Linked DNA regions of Sus scrofa: region 1 is linked to region 2. Evidence: chromatin contacts called from public Hi-C data. All regions are on one chromosome and are shown on one strand. Each heading gives the region's core, a stretch centred on a gene start, on an enhancer-like site or on the middle of the called end of the contact. The rest is flanking DNA. Distances are from core to core; before and after follow the strand shown.

What was found. Hi-C and Micro-C count contacts between places; a contact is called where the count stands out from the background.
Region 1: a Hi-C map of mesenteric adipose tissue shows a contact between it and region 2, with 1.6 times the contacts expected there. The contact joins two enhancer-like sites. A contact is called at or near these places in 4 of 47 Hi-C or Micro-C datasets (embryonic fibroblasts, mesenteric adipose tissue, skeletal muscle and 1 more) and 1 of 2 datasets of contacts at active chromatin or transcription factors (skeletal muscle).

The regions. Positions count from the first base shown.
Region 1 is chr7:92,028,364-92,033,212 of Sscrofa11.1, reverse strand. The region is part of intron 9 of RAD51B (DNA repair protein RAD51 homolog 2); the gene reads right to left. Among named protein-coding and RNA genes, the nearest start is that of RAD51B, 440 kb to the right of the region's middle. Within about 2 kb of position 2,427, at least 26 of the 83 cell types and tissues checked have an H3K27ac peak or open chromatin away from gene starts, as enhancers often do. A contact at or near this core is called in mesenteric adipose tissue, where this site is marked.
Region 2 is chr7:91,669,625-91,674,518 of Sscrofa11.1, reverse strand. All of the region lies in intron 8 of RAD51B (DNA repair protein RAD51 homolog 2), which reads right to left. Among named protein-coding and RNA genes, the nearest start is that of RAD51B, 80 kb to the right of the region's middle. Within about 2 kb of position 1,553, at least 4 of the 83 cell types and tissues checked have an H3K27ac peak or open chromatin away from gene starts, as enhancers often do. A contact at or near this core is called in mesenteric adipose tissue, where this site is marked.

The DNA of each region.
Region 1 (4,849 bases), core at 1,178-3,677, 360 kb before region 2:
GCCAGGGGAGGAAGAACTTAAGGCAGGAGAGGCGTGGGCAGCCTCATAAAGGCTTTACCTGGGAGCCAGCTATGAGGCAAGAGACTGATTCAAAACGAATTTATTTTTACGATCTTCAAATATAGAATGCAGGAATATAAATGAAAGAATGCCCATGCCTGACTATGGCTCCAAATTAATGTAACATACAGCAGAATCAAACAACACCTTAAATAAAATTCTTCATATTCATCAAATTATGTTTCCCCACAAGAGCCAGTCAAGTTAATGGACATACATCACTTGGTATGTTGAAAAATACTCCTTATGTGATACCACCACATTTAACTGAAATTCTATAAGCCTCACAGCTAGAATAACCATTTCCCACGATTATCCATTGCTTTTGGTTGGAGGAACTCATCCTGCTGGTATCCAAAACCAGCGGCCCGTGTCCGTTCCCTCATCACATCTCCGGCAAAGATCCTACCTCTACCATTAGTCAGAATGTTTTACAGCAAACGATGCTGCATTGCAAGATGCTCCTTCAGCAAGATTTAATACAAGTGATTGCCGTCTTCATTAATGTTGTTGTTGTTGTTAGGAAAATACTGTGGAATGTTCCGAGTGCAGATCGAGAACTCCATGCCCCAGCATGGAGTGGCCTGGAGCAGCAAATCTCCAGGCACCTTTATCCACCCTCTGATTTTCATCTTCCAACATAATAAAAGTGAAATCTAGCAAGAACTGTTTGGCTTTATGATCTGGGAAGATACACTGTTGCTTAATGTTGCATTGCATTCATCTTTTGCCCTTTAGTGCTCTCTACTCCGTGATTCTCCTTTATCCCTACTCAAAAATAGTTGTTCTTTACCCTTGAGCCTGCCGTTTTCTGTCCCAGAGCCCTGAGCGGTATGGCCGGGGAAGAGGGATGACCCCTCTGTGGTTCATTTCACTGCCAGGACCAGTGCCAGTGGCTTGGCTTCTACTTTAATAACGGGAACGTGGGCAGCAGAGACCACATCTGACGAGGCTGCTCAGCCTCAAGGTCTTCCCCATCAGGCAGATGCAACAGAGCTGCCTTTTGCAGTGGAGAACATGAGCTATCTTTTATGCTCTCTTCGTCAAAAAGGAGTCTTGCTGGAAGAAGAGCTTCCCAGTCCATCGGCAGGACAATTCACTACATAACCTGTTCGTGTTTCTCAGAACTGAATTGCGGAACACCGCTCTTCAGGGGCACAGGGACATCATAAAACAGAGTGACACTGCATCAAAGATATGTCCATGGGTCTAGCAGCAAAATAAGTCATGTCAGGAGAGAGCAGCAAGGATTTTTTTTTTCTTCCTCTCAATATTGCCTATGAGCCTAGATCAATGGCATCTTTTCCAATAGAAAGTGCATTTGGTTTCAATTCACTTTCCAAACAGCAGAGACTAACCCTTAGCAAGCTGGAGAACATTAAGCTCCATTGTTCAGGCTGAGGATGACTTACTTGGGTTTACTTGGGTGGCAGGAAGCAGAATGGTCTTTTCGCTGGAGAAGAAAACGCCTGTGGGTAGCAAACCTCATTGCCAAACAGCCTTTCTTTCTTTATATTTTTTTCTTTCTGACAGCAAAGTAAAAGCAAAGAAGCATCTTGTATCATAGCACTGGAAGGGACCTCAAAAAATCGTCTCACTCAGCCACCCCTAGAAGATGTTTGTTTCTTAAATAATTATAGAAACTCCAAGGCATTGTGATTTAATAAGGTCTAAGGGTACCGCAAAGGATTTTATAAATGATTTTCGTTAAGCCCCTTGTGGAGCCTTTTATTATCTTAAATAATGAGAAAATGAATGAGATTCTTTCAAATTTGGCAGCTTTTAAGAATTTAGAGGTTGTTGAGTGGAAAAGGTAGGAACAGGATCCAAGTGGTGCTCTTCTGGCCAAAGAAAAATACCTGTGCCCTGGTTCATGTCTCAAACAACCAGAAACCCACGTTCCATCACTGCAATTACTCAGAAACATGCTGCCAGTTGCATTTTTTTCTCTCTGACTGACAGAAAGGATGGCACATTGGATAGGCTAATACAAGGGAAGAATTCCGACGCACAAAATATCCTAATGAAGGGTCCTCCAGGAAAAAGAAAACAAAAACCACCCAAAGGGCAAATTATGTAATTCTACCCTTGTATTATTTAGAAAAATGGCAATGGCGATGGGGCGGAGGCAGGGGGGGCGGCGCGGATACCATCCACGGTATGTTCCTCGAGCACCTCCAATCAAGGGCTCTAGCCATTTAAAAACATGTTTCCTGGCTTCAGACTGGCTATAAATAAATTTAATAAGCATGGAAAAAAAAAAATCCCTGCATCATTTACAGTTCTCTCGCAACTACTCCAGCTGACAAAAATCCAGTCCAGATGTTTGTTTTGCAAGAACAACAGCAAGAGGGTGAACTTCCATCTCGAGTATGAAAGTCCCAGAAGAGAAGAGGATGAGCTTGAAGAGAAAGGGACTGGCTGGGCTGGCGGGGAGGGTGTGGACAAACCTGGCTTGATATGAATTTCACAGACACTCGGTAATTAATTTATTTTGTGTGGAAGAAAGCCAGTTTATTAGCCTTTCCCCTGTCTCATCACCCGTTTCAAAGCCACAGGGGCTTGGCTGATGAAGCCTGAAATGGTTGTTTCATAACCTTTGCTTTTAAATTAAACAGATGACCTCAGATTTTGGAGCCGTTGTTGACTCAGGGGAAAGTATGCCATTAAAAGTGTGCCAGAAACAGATTTAATTGGTACAAGTCCCAAAAAGTGCTCGAAAGAGCACAGGCTTCCCGAATATAGGTTTCAGGGAAATTACTCAAAGGCCGCACAGCTTTGTCAGAATTTGAGCTGTGGAACAAGGCAGCTGAAAGACTCCGTATCAAAAGGGTAAATTCAATTCAGGAGATATTAATCTGATTACCTAAGCAAGGCCGTGAATCGGATATGCTCCATTGTCCGCTCTCGTTCAACCTGGACAGCTGGAGGAGCCAATGGCTTCCTTTCCCCGACATAGAATTAAGTTTTAAGAGATGATCGGGTTACAGAGACAACGTTTTAAGAAATATTTCATTCAGGAGTGGCATTTACAGTGCTCGTCTGTTGCAAGAGACATTGTTCACTTTACTTCCTTGAGCCACACTGGAGAGCGTGGGGATCAGGGCCTAGGGGCTTGGTGTTTGCGTTTCAGGCTACAATAAACGCCCTCCATGCACCTGCCTGGAGGAAAAACCAGTCCAGCCGCCTCCCAGGACAAAAGGGCCCTGTATTAAGTGCTGAAAACCCAGACGTGAACTGACCCTGGCAAATTCCAGCTAGGAAAAAAAAAAAAAAAAAAAAAAGCAATATTTTCATCCAGTCCAAGAGAAGCTGTCATGGAGGTTTCTGAATTTCCTTTCTCATCCCCACTCAGCCTGAACAACAGACATCACCTCCTTTCTCATGAGTCTCCTCGCCTTTCTAGACTCCTTTCCTAATGGCGAAATGCTTTGCCTGGCGCACCATGACCTGTCCTCTAGTGAGCAACACGCACTTTCCTGCTTTTTGTCCACCAGGCCCTTCCTACTGAAATCTTATTCGGGTTATTACGGACATGCAAATACATCCTCCCAAAGAGACAGCATGACTGACAATGTGTTTTCCATGATGTCCTGAGTACACCCTTCCCACCAACTCCAAGTGAACTTAATGGCAAGAATGTTTATCAGCAGGGAAAAGATCAAGATTATAGTTCCCAGAATTCCCTGGTGGCTCAGTGGGGTAATAATCTGGTGGTGTTACTGCTGTGGCACAGGTTCAATTCCTGGCCTAGGAACTTTGCATTCTACGGATGCATCCAGAAAGACAAAAAAAAAAGATTATAGTTCCACCAGGCCCATCGTGGTCCGTGATGCCAGTTGGTCACAGGCCATGGCAGGCTGGTCATGCAAACCAACTGTAGATGACTTCCTCTGGTAGAGCTGTTCAGCTCGGGCTTGTTCCAGTTCGTGCCTGGAATCAATCATGCTAGTCTCTGCTGAGCTGTGTATTGTCATGAAGCAAAGTGATTTCTCACAAAATCTGAAACCCAACCAGATGAGGCATGGACAACTTTGCCCAGGGTCGCAGATAAATAAACTAAGAAGGGCAAGGTGGTTACCTCAGCCTGAGAATGTAGATTTGGTTACAAAACCAGAAAAGGATCCATGAATTATAATCTCTTACTTCTCTAAGCCAACCTTGAGTAGAGGGCAAGATTGATTAAGTCATGATTTTGGTATTATTTAAAACTACCTTAGGAGTTCCCATCATGGTTCAGTGGTTAATGAACCCTGCTAGTATCCATGAGGATGCGGGTTTGATCCCTGGCCTCACGCAGTGGGTTAAGGATCCGGTGTTGCTGTGAGCTGTGGTAAAGGTCGCAGACCTGGCTCGGATCCTGCGTTGCTGTGGCTGTGGCATAGGCTGGCTCCGATTCAACCCCTCTCCTGGAAACCTCCATTTGCCACAGGTGCAGCCCTAAAAAGAGAAAAAAACAAAAACAAAAAAAAAAACAAAAACAAAAAACAAAACTGCCCTAGACAGTATAGCTTTGGCTGCAAATCATTTTTTAATCTATTTGGAGATCGAGAGCTAAACTTTAAAGGGTTAACAGCTCTCTCAAAGTTGTTTCAACGGTTCTCCAAACCCCAGCCCTGAGGGGCAGGAAAACCAGACGATCCTCGACAGAGGAAAGCCAGCTAACAGGACCACTCCAGCCGGATGTGCTGAATTGTGTTTGGAGAGAACTTAAGAACCAAGAGCGGTTTATCTGATTTTGTGCTCATGTGACAGCTGGCCCAAAGAAGCAGCCGCCCACCACAGGGGC
Region 2 (4,894 bases), core at 304-2,803:
TATTTTTCTTTGTTTCTTTTTTCCTACTGATGGCTTTCAATTCTAAAACCACCCAGCAAATAGGAAAACCCTTCCAGTATTTCAAAATCCCTAGCACAAACATCCCATGCACAAACATCATTAAATACACACACACACACACACACACACACACACACACACGCACAAGTAATGAATACTTAAATGTCTGGCTGGCCAGTGCAGACAGAATCCTTTTGACCTATAAACTGGGTTCTAGACAGAGTACATGGAACCTTGGGGAACACAGAAACAGGGCATTCAGGTCGTGTGAAAAGATTTCTCCATTATTTTTATTATATTTCAAAAAATTAGAGTAAATAAAATTTTAAAATTGATGGATGAATAGATACTAAACAGACAGAGAAATAATTTGGCTGAGTATCAGTTTTTCTCCCACAATTTATCCTAAGTATATGCTTCTAATAAATTAAGACTGGGAAATGTTTACTCAAATATCTTGATTTTTTTAAACTATGTAACATTTAATAGATACAAATGAATATGCATACTATGTAGGTTATGAAGCATAATGCTAAAACATATATCTATGAACCCATCACTCAATTTATAAATTAGAATATTCCCAAACCCAGTGAAGTTATACACGGGCCCCTCCTGAATCCCATCTCTCTGCCTCCTTCCCAGTGATCATCAATATTCTAAACTGTGCATCTATTTTATTCTTGTCTGTCATACAAATAGTTTTTATCACGGGTGATGGAGTATTCAAATATATTTTCTAATCCCCCTTTGTGTATACTTAGACATTGGGAAGAAAAAAAATATAGTAAAGTCCTTACCTCAATGTATTCTAAAAAAAATTATCTATCTGTATGCCTATCTTTCCCCAAATGTAAGTACCTCAAGATCAGAATTACACTTCTAACTTCCCAGTACCTAGCAAAGTGATAGGCACAGAATAAGTGCTAAAAAATTATTTTTCAACTAATCTTTCAAATTGAAGCCCAAATGCCCTAAATGTTTTGCAGTCAAATCTGGCCAACAATAAATAAATTGTTCCTTTAATCATCACCTATCCTATCCCTAGGAACCCAGGACCAAGTTTATCCTTTAGGCAATGAATCAAAATAACAGTCACTACATTACCTCATCACACACTAGATAAAATCTAAGGTGGTACTGAAATTGTCAAATGAGACTATTTCCTCTAGAGTCACAGAGTGCTGACTCCTTAGTCTGGGAGAGCACATCATCACAATGAAAGATTAATAGTATTTGAGCTACATTTAACCAGAGATGCCAACAAGACATGGAGGCATCAAATGTTTTCTACTTTAAGGCAGCATCATCTACAAAACAAACCATACACAAATTGATGGAGAAGCCCCTGCTATTTGACAGCAAAGAGTTTCACCACCACCTTAAATATTATGTACTAAACACAAGTATCTTGGGGGCTACGTTCTGTTTTTTTAGGGCTATACCTGCGGCATATGGAGGATTCCAGACTGGGGGTCAAATTGGAGCTGTAGCCACCGGCCTCTGCCACAGCCACAGCAACACCAGATCCAAGCTGTGTCTGCGACCTACACCATAGTTCATGGCAGTGCCGGATCCTTAACCCACTGAGCTAGGCCAGGGATCAAACCTGCATCTTCAGTGATACTAATCAGATACGTTTTCGCTGAGGCACAACAGGAACTCTGGGGGGCTGTGTTCTTAAGGACAAGCCAACACCTTCAATTATGTCACCATTATTCAATATGCTTGATTACAAATCTGTCTCTCAGCTTGGAAGAATAAAAGTGACAGTTAATGCCATTTTGGATTCAAAATTATCTTGTGCAACCTCCCCCAAAAGTTAGAAAACTTTCTGACTCATCTTCATTCTGAACAAAGCACAAGATTAAGATTAAGAAGATCCAAAATATCTTTCTGGGTGTGGAGAGGAGTCAAGAGAGAATGTGCCAGAAGAACTTAGGCCAGTCTTTAAGATATCAATCTAAAGGATCTTTCTAAAGAGGTAACAGTACTGTTATTCAAAAAAATTTAACAGGTACACTTTAGGAAGCAAAGTTTGGGGAACTGTTCATGGAAATAAGTGTTATCTATAGTCTAAAATTTCAAACACTCAACACAAAAAAGAAAAGAAAAAAAACCCACTCCTCTGTAGCTATCATCTGCCACATATGATCATTTCTAAATTTATCTCAGTCAACTTTAGAAATAGCTTCATCATTGCCAGTGCACTTTGCTAGCAAGCTGAAGGTGTGGTAAAGGGACCAAGGATGTTCTCAAATGGCCCACAGGGAAACACTGGCAGCGATCATAACCATCTCAGTCCACTCCATGTTCACAGGAGCAGTCCACCTGCCCAATTACAGTAGAGAAACATGATGGAGACACTGCATTTCCTCCATATACCTACCCTCCATCGTCTAAAGAGGAGTTCTATAGCCAAAGAGCAACCCTCCCTCTACCTAAAGTCAAAGAAAGACAACAGCTTGTAGCACAATGACGTTGATCCATTGTGAGGACATTTCTCTGATGAGGATTTGACTAAAGTAGGACTACTGTCATCCCTGGTGGAACCAGTGGGCCCTTTATTGTTTTTTGTTTTGTTTCAGGCTATAGCTCTAATTTTTTATGGTTCACATTGCCTGAACCATAAAAGAGGGAAGCAACTATTCCTGTTTGTTTGTTTGTTGAAACTTTATTTGCCTCAATGATTAGAAGACTTTGGTAAATGCGTATGTACATGTGAAAAGAATATGCATTGAATACAGTGATATATGTACACATATACACACATACATATGTATTTGTATATATACACACACATACATATATATAATGACGTACAATCATTAGGTCAAATTGGTTGGTCATTTAGTTCAAATCTTCTTTTTGTGTGTTTTTAAAAAATTTTTTTATTAAGTTGAGGAAATAACTATTCTTTTCATAACTATCCCAACCCCCAGCATTTCTCTACCAGTTTGTAACCAGGATAACATAAAAACAGTAGGAAGAGGACATTAAGTTTCTTGTTCTTTTGGGAGGTTTAAAGTCTTGGGCTAGTAGGTGTTCTGTGAGAATCGTTCTACACGAAGATGGGTTTTTGTGTGTGTGTGTGTGTGTTTGTGGGAGAAGGTGAGTGCCACATCTAACTCCTCTGCTATTTTAATCCACCTGAAGACATTATGTTTCGCTCTTAGTAGTTTAGCTCTTTTAGGGCTTCCTACAATTGCATTCCATATTGAGTTAGGGAACAGCCTTGAGGATCAATAAAAGACAATTGTCAACAGCCTGTTCATCCCCTTTATGGCAACCTACCTGATACAACAAGCACACACACTGCAATAAATCTAAACCATCTTATTTTATCATCTTGTAAATACTGCATTTGTACGTACATAAATATATGTATGCTTCAAAGAAGCAAGAAAGTGAAGAGACATAATGGGAGAAAATATTTGAAAATCAAGTTTATAATAAGGGATTTATATCGAGACTACATAATGAGATTTTGTGACTCAATAATAAAAAGACAAATAATCAAATTTAAAACATGCAAAGGGTTTCAATAGACCTTTCCCCAAGGAAGACATATATTTCTGGTTAATGAGCACATGACAAGATTCTCAGCATCTTTAGCCATTAGGGAAATGCAGATCAAAACTGCAATGAGACAGCACTTCACACTCACTACTAGGATGGCTATAATTAAAAAATTTTTAAAAAGACAAGGGTTGACAAGGACATGAAAAAATCAGAACCTTCATTCGCTGCTGATGAGATTGCAAAATTGTGCAGCCACTTTGAAAAACAGTTTGGCGGCTACTCAAAATATTAAGCACAGAGTTGCCATAAGACCCAATAATTTTACTCCTAGATATGTAACCAAGAGAAAGGAAAACACATGTGCACACAAGAACTTGTACACAAATGCTCATAAGTGCATTATTCCTAATATCCAAAAAGGGGAAACAAACCAAATGTCCATCGATTGATGAATGAATAAACAAAATGAGGTCCATCCAAACATGGCATATTATTTGGCAATGAAAAGGAATGAAGTACTGATAAAATGCAACAACAACATGGATAAAATTTGAAAATATTATGATAAGCGAAAGAAGCCAGTCACAAAAAATTATGTATGACTCCATTTTTATGAAATTTCCAGCACAGGCAAACCCATAGAGACAGAAACCGGTACTAAATTGCCATGCGTTGGGGGAGGTAGAAATGGAGAGTGACTATTACTAGGTATGGGGTTTCTTTAAGGGGTGATGAAAATGTTTTGGAATTAGATAATGGTGACAGCTGCACAAATCTGTGAATATGCGAAAGAAAAAAAAAAAGAAGCCCACTGAATTATCTACTTGAAAGGGGTGAACTGTATGGTATGCTAATTACACTCAATAAAGCTGTCTCAAAAAACATTTCTGTTATTTGAAGGCTTTTCGTAATGTGTTCTTTATAAAATAGCAAGTATTTTGAGGACTATAATGATACATCTATTTGGCGATATGTATTCTTGAATATAAAAGCTCTGGCACTCAATAAATAAATGTTGATCTACTGACACTAATTTCTGCATAGTAGAATTCACCCACAGTGAAATCCATCTCCCTATCTTTCACTTCTCTACTCAATCTCGACTCAATTCCACTGCACATCTTTGTAAGAGTCCTCAGCCAGCCCTAGACGCTGAAGTAGTTAATAACAGGTGCCATCAGTCCCTATTACTTTAGAAGTGAAAAATTAGAAAACTACAGCTGGGCTATTATCCAAGGAAAAACAACAGAATACAGCAGTAAAAATTAAGAGTTGTATTTACAGAATTTCCAGACAAATCTATCTCTATCTTATGACTGGAGTATTTTCTGGTTATCTTTGAAGGTGTGTT